3 separate regions of the Mus musculus genome follow, and all the other regions are linked to region 2. The links are chromatin contacts, called in public HiChIP or PLAC-seq maps. All regions are on one chromosome and are shown on one strand. Each heading gives the region's core, a stretch centred on a gene start, on an enhancer-like site or on the middle of the called end of the contact. The rest is flanking DNA. Distances are from core to core; before and after follow the strand shown.

What was found. HiChIP or PLAC-seq counts read pairs in DNA pulled down with a chosen protein or histone mark.
Region 1: a FOXA1 HiChIP or PLAC-seq map of pancreatic cancer cells shows a contact between it and region 2. The contact joins two enhancer-like sites. A contact is called at or near these places in 3 of 115 datasets of contacts at active chromatin or transcription factors (bone marrow-derived dendritic cells, double positive thymocytes and pancreatic cancer cells).
Region 3: a contact with region 2 is called in a FOXA1 HiChIP or PLAC-seq map of pancreatic cancer cells. The contact joins two enhancer-like sites. A contact is called at or near these places in 1 of 115 datasets of contacts at active chromatin or transcription factors (pancreatic cancer cells) and 1 of 9 other capture datasets (adipose tissue).

Annotation. Positions count from the first base shown.
Region 1 is chr6:120,262,073-120,265,907 of GRCm38.p6, reverse strand. The region is part of intron 1 of B4galnt3 (beta-1,4-N-acetyl-galactosaminyl transferase 3); the gene reads left to right. Among named protein-coding and RNA genes, the nearest start is that of B4galnt3, 31 kb to the left of the region's middle. Within about 2 kb of position 1,472, at least 55 of the 459 cell types and tissues checked have an H3K27ac peak or open chromatin away from gene starts, as enhancers often do. A contact at or near this core is called in pancreatic cancer cells, where this site is marked.
Region 2 is chr6:119,633,518-119,637,098 of GRCm38.p6, reverse strand. The region is part of intron 17 of Erc1 (ELKS/RAB6-interacting/CAST family member 1); the gene reads left to right. Among named protein-coding and RNA genes, the nearest start is that of Wnt5b, 91 kb to the right of the region's middle. Within about 2 kb of position 1,333, at least 94 of the 459 cell types and tissues checked have an H3K27ac peak or open chromatin away from gene starts, as enhancers often do. A contact at or near this core is called in pancreatic cancer cells, where this site is marked.
Region 3 is chr6:120,316,704-120,320,209 of GRCm38.p6, reverse strand. No RefSeq gene overlaps it. Among named protein-coding and RNA genes, the nearest start is that of B4galnt3, 24 kb to the right of the region's middle. Within about 2 kb of position 1,534, at least 16 of the 459 cell types and tissues checked have an H3K27ac peak or open chromatin away from gene starts, as enhancers often do. A contact at or near this core is called in pancreatic cancer cells, where this site is marked.

The DNA of each region.
Region 1 (3,835 bases), core at 223-2,722, 630 kb before region 2:
TGGCTTGTCTTTTATGCAAAGGCTTAGAGAAGTTTGGATCCAAGAACTATGGGATGAGGGTTGTCCAGTGACATGATCTATTGTTCCCTAAAAGTTGTTGGCTCCCAGTTAGCCCATAGTGAACCACCAAGGGAGCCTGAGAATTCGAATACAGCAGCTCTGTATGGGGCCCAGCCATCATTACAAATCACATTTTGATGATCTTGATTGACAGGTGAAGCTGGGAGCTACCCTGTTCATCAGAGGCAGAGATGTCTTCTGACGATACTTCTGCCTTTTCACTTAGACTATGCGGCAGGCAGTGTGGTCCTTCCAGCAGGAACTCAGTGTATAGGAGAGACTGGTGGATTCATGAGTGCTTCTGAGCTGGCTGGAAAGGCCACACTCTCCATAGACCTGCCCCGTGCCCTAGGTAGGATCCAGGTCCCTCTAAGGCTCAGTGCAAAGGGTAGAGGAAACCACGCCGGGATATCTTGCTGGGCTTCACAGGAGACTGGATGGGTGTGGATTGGGTTTTCTGATCAGGAGGATGAGATCTGATACAGCTGCAGGTTAGCTTGCCCATCACATTCCTTAGGACACAGGCTCAGTAGTTGACTGACCTGTGAGTTGTCACCTGTTGACAGGGCTTTCTGTGTCCTAAGCTGAGATTCCAGCTCCTGCGCATTTGGCTGTCGGGTGCTCTAACTTGATGCAGTTGTCATTGGTGAGCCCTCTTCTGCCTGCCAGTCATGTTCAGCACTTTCTTTCTTTCTTTTTTTTTCCCAGCACTTTCTTAGTACACATTCAGGGTGGAAGCAAAGTATTCGATTACAGCCACAGGTAACAAACACTCTGGGTATTGCATCCCAAATGATAAGGACAAGGATGTTGGGGAGATAGTGCTGAGAGACATGGGAAGAAGAGTGTCGGTTCACACCTGCAATCCCAGGATTTGGAAGGCTGATGCAGTGGGATCTCTATGAGTTTAACTCCAGCTTGGACTATATATCTAGTTTCGGGCCAGTGAGCCCATCTTGAAAGGCAGAGGGATAGGAGCAAACATATGAAAAGAATGCAGACAGGTAAAAGGACAATCCTGGGGTGACAAAGCCAAGAAGGGTACAGCGAGGTCAAAGCGAGCCTGGGGCCTGTGGCTTAATCGTAAGCAGACTGCTTGGCCCTAGGTGACATCGTTGAATAAAGTCTATATGACAGTGAGGAAATGAGTATGCAGATGATCCCTGTTACACTGTGGTGTTGATGTCCTTGTGACTTGTCATCCTTGATCACCCTGCTTGGTTAAACAAGTTCCTGGATAGGAAACCCTACCAAGATGAGATACAGTGTTTCAACAGACGCAGTAAGGTAGAAAGTTTTGGCCTGGCATTCATTTCCAGCCAGCGTTTCCCAGCAGTGAGATCCCAGGGATTGTGGGGCGTTGTGCACAGTGACTCACCTGACCACAAGGCTTCCCTGGTTTATAGCCCAAATACCTGTTCCTTCTCACTTCCACACCTCTCACCACTCAGCAGCCACACCCTACAGTCTCGGGGCCTCTGCTGTCTCCATCACCAGGCAGGAAACTGTCACTTATACCCTCTTCCCGCTGGCCCCCTCCTCCCTCCTCGCTGGTGTGTCTCCTAGGAGCCAGAGTTTTCTGCGATCAGTTGACAGATCCTCCCTGGGCTCTTGTACAAAGCCCATTTCCTGTCTGTGTCTCAGATTTCTGACCTATAAAGTGAACCTCAGGCTTACAGCTTGCAGTGTGGAGCTGTGAATGAGGTCTTTGGGGGAAATGTTCCTTGCCAGATGAAAGATGGCACATTGAGATCCTCTCTGTATGTCTCTCCGTCTCTGTCTGTCTCTCTCTTTCTCTCTCTCTTGTGCGCGCGCACACACACACACACACTCCATCCTTACTATTTATCATACAGATAAGAAGTCATGTAGGTCTTGGAACCCTCGATGACCCCACTTTCCAAACCTACTGACCTCGTACAGTCTTCAGCTCACCCACCCGTACCCCATTAGATGCGGCCAAGCACCTCCTTTCACCTCTGAAGAAACCTAAGTGTAACACAGGCTCAGGGAAAAGAGACTTGAGGCTGGGGCATAGCTTAGTGGTAGAACACTGTTGCAGCTGCTCGAGGCCGAGAGTTCTGTCCTTTGGTCTTTGTGTAGCTAGATGACACACAGTAGACAATTCATTAATTACTGATTAAAAGAAGGAATGAGTGCAGGAGTTAACCATGAAGCTTGCAGTAGCTTTTGAGTCTCTGCTCCGGAGAATACTTGGTGGAGTAAGGAGTGTTGTCTCTTCTTAAGTTTCTTTACTGTTAAAGCTGGCTTCCTTGCCACTGGGTTTTTTCACGTCATTGAGAAAGTGACGGTAAATTGCGTCAGCAAAGCAGTGACAAGCACAGTGAGGCTCCGTGGGGACTTGTTGGATTTTCTTCCAAAGGAACCTCTTCGTCCTTTGCTCTCTTGCTCTCTGTTAAGGTTAAATGATCCCACTGCTCACTGAGGGAGGGAGGCGAGGTGCCTGGCGGCCCTCAGAGAGCTTAGGGTTTGCCTGGGGAGAGGAGCCAAGCTCTACCCCGCTGAGCTGAGGTGGAGATGCAGAGTGCAGGGGCAGGCCCTGGGGACAGTAGTTATGGGTTTCCACGGGATCCTTGGCTGTGTGGCCTCATCAGCTCGCTCTTCCCCAGTGATAGGACTGTGATCCTATTCACCTCAGTGGCTCTTCTTGGCAAGTTTTTCCCCTGTTCTTTTTGGTAGTGGCTTGTTGGGCCCAGTTTTCAGCCAGGAACACCTAAGCTCAGGAAGAGGGTGTGGACCTCAGAAGAGGCAAAGTGCAGAGTCAGAGGAGGTCCGAGTGGTGCCATTGGCCGTTCTGAGTCAGGTCTCTTTCTCTGGAGCATCAGTCAGTCAATGACATCAGGCCGCTTGGAGATCATCTTTAGGCGTGGCACATTTCTTTGTGCTCAGGATGACAACACAAACTTCCAGTTGAGCAGGCAGCTTTCAGAGGATGAGATTTTTATGTCCTGTCTCACCACATGCAGAGTTGGTTATGGAAGATAAAGTATAGTAGGATGAGGTGGCCACACACAGGGCCGCATTTTTTTTTTAACACAATAGGCTGAATTAATTTTATTAATATGCAAATCAAATTATTGAATGTATGGCCCTTGCAGTTACAAAAATGCACAGATGTCTACATACTTGAGATGTTTGCTTGAAAAGATTCTTCAACAGCAGTTACGGTTACACATCCAGCCGCCTCATCTAGGTGGAGATGACGTGCTGACAGGCTGCTGTTTACAGGGAGGTATTTTGAGCATCTCCTGACAAGGGGACAGTAGAGATTATCTTCTACATAGGACGAGGCCGCTGAGGGTTCCTCTGTGAAGAGTAGGTGGACACTGTGACAGTGACAGCAGAGACCGAACGGATGGAGGTGGTCGTCCTGAGCCTGACACCCTGAGAGCACTGAGAGTGGGAGAGGCCAGGATGTAAGAAAAGGGTGTGATGCTACTGAGAAACAGTGCAGTGCTCCCAAGCCCCTGGAAAAACAGTGTGGTGCTCCCATGCCACTGAAGGAAGGCATGGTAACATTCCTCACACCCTTTTATATCCCCTTAGCCATAAAAGACAGGCATAACAGCCACGGGGGAGACAGTCTCCTTTACTCCCATCCCTTTTTACAAAGATCTTCCCACCTTGTGCCCATATAAAATAGGTACCAGACTGAAAGTTGTGGGAAAGAAAGAAAACCAAGGTCAATAAAAGGAAGGGAGGAGAGCTGGAGAAAGGGTGAGTCTGGGAAGGAAAGCTCAGGAAAGTGAGTGAG
Region 2 (3,581 bases), core at 84-2,583:
AAAAGAAGGAAAGTTAATAACTTTTGCTAAATTAATTGTTAAGCAAATATCTCTGTATACTAATAAAATGAAGCTTTCATTAATTCCAGAATTGAGTTCATGTACTGTTGTACAAGGCAGTGTAGTCGTGGAATACAGATCACTACTGCTATGTGTGATAACTGCTTCACAGAGTTGAGGGTGGGGAGCCTCAAAGTAAGTAGAGATGCTGGAATCGTTAGGGAGTTACCTCAGCAGGCCTTTCACAAAGGTTAAACAGGTTAATGTGTCTTGCATACACTGAGACCTCTGCAGAGAAGGGAGGAAATTATAGTTGAGTGGACATCTTCAGGGCATGAGATAGAAGAACAAAACAGATATCCCAGAAATCGCCTATAATCTCTGGATAGCTAGTGAGTTAAATAATAAGGCAACAGAATCAAAGTGCATGTAATCCATTAATAAGAGAATGTGGATTTCCTATTTAATATGGGTTGTTGACAATTAACCTATGCCTCTTCACCCATGGTATTAGCATGGTATTGCTCATGGAGCCTGACCTCAGGGCCTTGAGTTCCACCACTGAATTAAATCCTTTGAAAAGGTTTAAGACAAGGCAAGGATGTGTAAGCCACAGCAACAGCTTTAAACTTGGTGGGATCACCCTTGCTGCTCTCCTGGAACATCTGACAGGAAGGACTGATTACACGGTGAGCTTACCCCATGGTATTAGCATGCTAAGCCACTGGCCTCCTTCTTTCATCTGATCTTTTCCCCAAAAGCTTTCAGGATTGTGGAGTATATTGTATATAATTCTGCAGCTATCCAACTTGGAATTCATACTTGGACAAGGAGGGGATGGTAAACATTGTTGGTTATGCTCCTTAATTCATGTCCCGTGTACTTCAGTGTGCTTCTGTGGAACACACACATGCTTAGCACTCCCGCCAAGTCACTGTTTCAGTCTTGGTTGCAGTTTCTTACTTACTGGTGCTGGAAGGCCAATGTGTTAAAGATTCCGAAATCATCAAAGGATGCTCAGCTTTCTTTGCCTTTGATATTTGTCTCTGGTTTCTGAAATTTGCCCAGAATGGGGAAAGGAACAGAGGGGAGGTCTTACTATTTCCTGGAGCTCACATGCCACAGTAGTGCACATCTTGATTCCATTAGTCTATGCAGGTCAAAGAGCAAGTTCAGCTGGTGTAGTTTACAGCACCAGGGACAGAGTGACTAGCCACTTTAATGACTTGCCTTTCTGCTGCAACTTACTCAGGAAATAGGGGTTGCTAACCACTGAAATGTTTGTATCCATGGTTGATGGGGTGGGGTGTTTGTTTGTTAACTGAGGAATAGACTCAGAATAGGGAGAGTGACTCGGCAGGAAGTGCGCTGACATTTTGTCCTCTGATCCTCTGGGGGTTCTCCCTTGTGTCTTCCTAGTTGCTCTCTTGGGGCTCTCCAGGCAAACAGTGAGGCTGCTTGTGCTAGCAGGACTCCATCTGGGGGCAGCCTCTAGTCGGGAGCACTCTGTTGTGATCAACTTCTGATTTCTGTATCTTTTCCTAAAAATGATCACTTCTGACTTTTTTTATATTCTTTTCTGTTTCTCTGTTTTCATCAGAAAAATAGTACTTTTATCAAAAAGTATCTTCTTACAAAGACTGTTTTCAATAGACAACAACTAAACCCAGTTTCTTTCACAACTTAACTGTTTTGTTTCATTCTGATTTTTTGCCTCTGAAAACACAACATTTTAAACAAGTTTCAACTTTTTCACAGTGGGTCTAATAAGCACCTAATAACCAGCTCACCGTGTAATCAGTCCTTCCTGTCAGATGTTCCAGGAGAGCAGCAAGGGTGATCCCACCAAGTTTAAAGCTGTTGCTGTGGCTTACACATCCCTGCCTTGTCTTAAACCTTTTCAAAGGATTTAACTCAGTGGTGGAACTCAAGGCCCTGAGGTCAGTCTCCATGAGCAAAGAAGAGGGAGAAGCTCCACAGTGTTTTCAAGGCGGTTCGCCCAAAGAGATCCAGTTTGCTCCACACCCAGTATGTGTACTAGCAAGAGGACAAGCTTGCAAAAGAGACTTTATTCAGCAACAGTCAACTGTGAGGAGCCAGGACATCTCTCCTGCCTCCCCAGGACTAGTAAAGGGAGAGCTGTGGGACATAGATGATAAGTGTAACTCTCCATGCTAGACCTGAGCATAGGGCTTTTGTCCTACCAGATCTTGCAAGGAACCCAAGTAAAGGCTTAGTAGTTCCAGGTAGTTTTAACCATTGCTAAATATCTGAAAACCTTGGGAATGCATACAGCAGAGGTACTAGCTACAGCAAAGCAGTAGAGGTGTATTGCTGTGCTTCACTATATAACATCTAAAACATAACGAGAGTGCAAAGTCTCAGGTTTGGGCTCAAGAGAACCCCGAGGCAGATTGTTCATGTAAATAAGAGCTTGGTTTATTACAAGAGTTATTAACAAGACAGGCATGGCAAAGGTCCTGAGGAAAGCTGAGGCCCAAAGGACAAAGTGAGGTTGCCTTCTTACAGGAAAGGGAGAGTTTGTATGCCAGGGGGTTGATGAGTCCATAGTAAATGCTTGCAAGTCAGGCAGTCTCTGATTCCCAGATGGCAATGGGAGAGGATTGTTTCTTGCATTCTGAGGAAAGAATGTGTCACCTTTAGGGTGTGGAGAACATGAGGATAAGGCACCCATTTGGTTAGTGTGCATCTATTATATTAGGTGTTTAGGAGTTGGGTAACTCATAGCTTGGAATGTGCTAGCCTAGAGTCTGTCTGCAGAATCAGCTGTCAGGATGGGGAGAGACACCACTCACTCAGGTGTGACCTGAGCAGCATCTGGAGTGGATCCCGGTGAAAAGCAAGAGAGGCTCCAGAGCCTTATGCATGTTTTCTTTGGGCATTAATAGTATCCATTGCAAATTTATTAAAATTATAACATATCCAAGAGAACAATACTGTCTCTATCCCTAACTGTCCAAGCATACCGTTTATGTAAGAATTGGAACTCGATCAAAACACTTCAACAATGTGGAATAATTTCACCTTTTCACACTGTGCTGTTCTTCTTTTTTTATTACCCCCTCGTGAGTATGTGTACATGCACACATGCACAGTGTAGAGGCTAGAAACTAGACATCTCTCCCCTTCTACTGTAGTCAGTTTTCTCCTTCCACCATCAAGCTCAGGTCAGCAGGCTTGCCACCCCATGAGCATTTTTTATAATACAAAACTCAAATCCCTGTCATATTTGAATTTGTATCTAATAAAGATACTGATGGTGCTATATAATTATATTGCTTATATTAATTCCTCATTTCCTTTTTGGCTAATACCAACTGTGACTCTTACAATCAGTACAGACATGCAGCACCCTCATTGAGAGTGCACGCTTCTCATTCCACATCTTATGTCCTGAAAGGACCCTGATGACAACCAATAGGAAGTGTACAGTACACAGTTGATCCAGCTTGAACTCCTTCAGTTATGAGGGCATTTCACCACTTAAAATATGTGTTTCAAATGATGAGCTGATGTATTTAGACCATCTTGATTGCTTTGGTGCTAACTAGAGCCTGGAT
Region 3 (3,506 bases), core at 285-2,784, 680 kb before region 2:
TACACTGAGGCATCTATTGAGCCTTCATAGGACCAAGGACAAAAATGAACTCTTGATGTTTAAGTCCCTACACAGAAACACGAGTAACATGAAAATCCAGGATGTTCCTCTCTAAAATCTACCAACCCCAGAGTAATGGCCCCCAGTGAGAATGACTGATAGGGAAATTCCAGACAAAGAATTCAGAAGAATGATTATAAATACATTCAAAGAAGCTGAGCAGTGGTGGCACACGCCTTTAGTCCCAGCACTTGGGAGGCAGAGGCAGGTGGATTGATTTCTATGGGTTCAAGGCCAGCCTGAGCCACAGAACTCTGGGTCAGAGAAATCTTGTCTCTGTGTGTGTGTGTGTGTGTGTGTGTGTGTGTGTGTGTGTGTGTAGAAAGAGAGAGAGAGAGTGTGTGTGTAGAAAGAGAGAGAGAGAATATATATATGAATATATATATGTATACACACACATACACACACACACATATATATACATATATATGTGTTTGTGTGTATATATATATATATATGTATATATACTAAGAAATGAGAGTATAAATAAACTTGAATGAATTCCAAAATATTTTAGAAAATACAAACCTCTAAACAAAATGAATCAATGTAGGAATGTACAAATGCGATTAAATAGAGAACTAGACACACTGAACAAAACCCATACTGTACGAATGCTGGAAATCGACACTGAGTAAGCAGTGTCAGGGGGCTCAGCAGGTAGAAGGACTTGCTGTGGAAAGCTGACAACCTGAGTTCAGTCTCTAGAGCCCATTCCTGAGGGTTGTCCTCTGACTCCACGTGTGTTTTGTGGCATGTGCCCGTCCCCATCATACGCACACAGCAATGATAAATAGGGCAAGTGAGATGACGCAGTCGGGTGCCTGCTGCCAAGCACGACGGCCGGAACTTATCTTGGGAGCTACATGGTAAATAAAGGAGAGGACTGACTCCTGCAAGCCACCCTACCCAAATAAAAGCCCATTTCTCAGCATGAAATAAAAGTCAGAACACAGAAAATATATATTTTAGGGTTTTTTTTTTTTAAATATTTTTGTTTTTCAAGACAGGGCTTCTTTGTGTGTCCCTGGCTATCGTGAAACATCCACCTGCCTCTGCCTCCTGAGTGTTGGGATTAAAGGCATGTACCACCATGGCCTGGCTGCATTTCAGGTTTGTTAGGACGATAATTGCCCACCCATATTAGTATTGTAAGGGAGGATTCAGCGAAACCCCTGCACTGGGCCATGCAACGCCCAGATAGAAAAGTTTATCGGGGGAGCAAACTGCCAATCTGTCTCCAAGAATAGAGGACAGCAGCTTAGCAGGAAGGCAGGCAGATTTTATATGGTAGAGGGTGTGGGTCCTTGAGCTGACGCAGGCTGTTAGGATTAATTAAGGTAGTTGGGCCTAGATAAAGGAGGTAGTGGTTTTCCTGGCAAACAGAAACCTTCCTTGCAAGATTCGTGAGGAATGCTGAGTTTAGGCTTCTGTTTACCCAATACGATCCTTCTGTTTACCCGGTCAGAGTCCTTCTGTTTAGGACATTGTCACCAGCACTGCCACCTTAGGGGCCTGGTTTAAACTTAATAAGTCTACCCAGGAAAACTAGCTGTTGTAGTTGATGGAAAAAGAGCATCCTATAATAAAAGCAGAGTAAGGGATTGATGGCCACTAAACCAGATCTGTAGTGGATACTGAAAGGGTTGGCCTGAAGTAAATGATTAACACAACTAAGAGGCTTTAGATAATACAATGATTATTGCCCGAGCTTTTGTCCCTGCCGGCAAGAACACACTCAGGACAACCGGAATCTTCTGTGGCAAAAGCTTTATTGCTTACTTCTCAGGAAGACCCCGAACCCAGAAAATGGCGCTGCTTATATAGCCTGCAGTGTGACGTTTCAGCACCTGATGTGGCGTGACAGCTCCTGATTCGTTGCTCGCCCATCATCCCATTACTACGCCCCAAGATGGGCAGTGACGAGGCCTGAGTCCACTCTTGCACCTGCGTACAAGGCTTGTTTACTAGTTAGGCACAGCGGAGGCCAGCGCCATCTTATAATGGCGATTGCTCGCAGCACGCACGGCTCTCCACAGCGATTGCTCGAGGTACAGCTCTCCACAAATGATAGCTAAACAAATATGAATTTGGGAAACACCAAACACTACCAAATTATAGTAAGCAATATACACCTTCCAATAATACTTCTGAATACTAATGATTTCCAATCACAGGACACCAACCAGATGTAAAGCAGAACCTGTTCTTTTGCTGCTTCCAAGAGGCACAAACACATTTCACCATGAAAGGCAGACACCGTCTCACACTAAGAGGCTGGAAAAGGTGTTTCAAGCAAATCAAACTAGGAAATAAGCAGCATTCCCTAATCTACTAGCTGACAAACCAAACCCCCAAAACTCTAAAGCAGCCGGGTGGTGGTGGCGCGTGCCTTTAATCCCAGCACTCAGGAGGCAGAGGCAGGCAGATTTCTGAGTTCGAGGCCAGCCTGGTCTACAAAGTGAATTCCAGGACAGCCAGGGCTACACAAAGAAACCCTGTCTCGAAAAAAAGAAAAAGAAAAAGAAAAAGAAAAAATCTATCAAAAGGACGTTACAATTCTAAACATATGTGCACAAAATATACAGTCATCAGAAAAACAAAACAAATTGGAATAAACCTAACCAAGGAAATAAAAGATCTTTTGTTTTGAGTTGAGATTTTTTTCTTCCAGTTCCCACTGATAAGATACCCATCCTATAAACAAACTCTCATCTGTGCTTCAGTAGACAACTCAGATGAACTTTACACACACACACACACACACACACACACACACAATGTGAAAGTAGAAGGGAAGTGAATTGGGAAGAAGAAGGCATGGAAAGACCCCAACACAAGGGTAACGAAGAGTGAAAATGACCCAACTACATAATGTGAATGTGTACAGTGTAAAGTTAATATATGCCAATAGAACATTTTAGAAGCCTTAGAAAAACACCATTTTCTTTTTAAGTTACTGTGGTAGGGCATACTAAAACTAGATTGCATTTATAATCTGTGGCCTGGGAAAGATAGCTCACTTGGTAAAGTGTCCACAGTCTAAGAATGAGGGCCCATGTTCAGATCCCTAGCAACAGGTGAAAGCCAAGCTTGGTGGAAAACAATCTGTGACCTAGATCCAGGCAGAGCAGAGAGAAATGAATCCCCAGGGGTTTGCAAACCAGCCAGTCTCACTAAGATGGCTCCTCCAGAGTCACTGAGGAGAGAGATCTCAATGTTGTGACGGTACATGAAAGAGTAGTAAACTCAGTGCTCCAAGGTATGCTAATCATAAAACAGATAGCGACATTCCTTCCTCCACCCACCCGCTTCCTGGGTTCAAAGAGTGTTCATTCAAAGAAAGTCACCCTGACCCACCCTGACCATTGCTGGAACCCACTATGCAAAGGTGCTATTGCTAGGGGCTCTTAGATTGTTAGGGGCTCTTAGAAACTGTCTTGAGA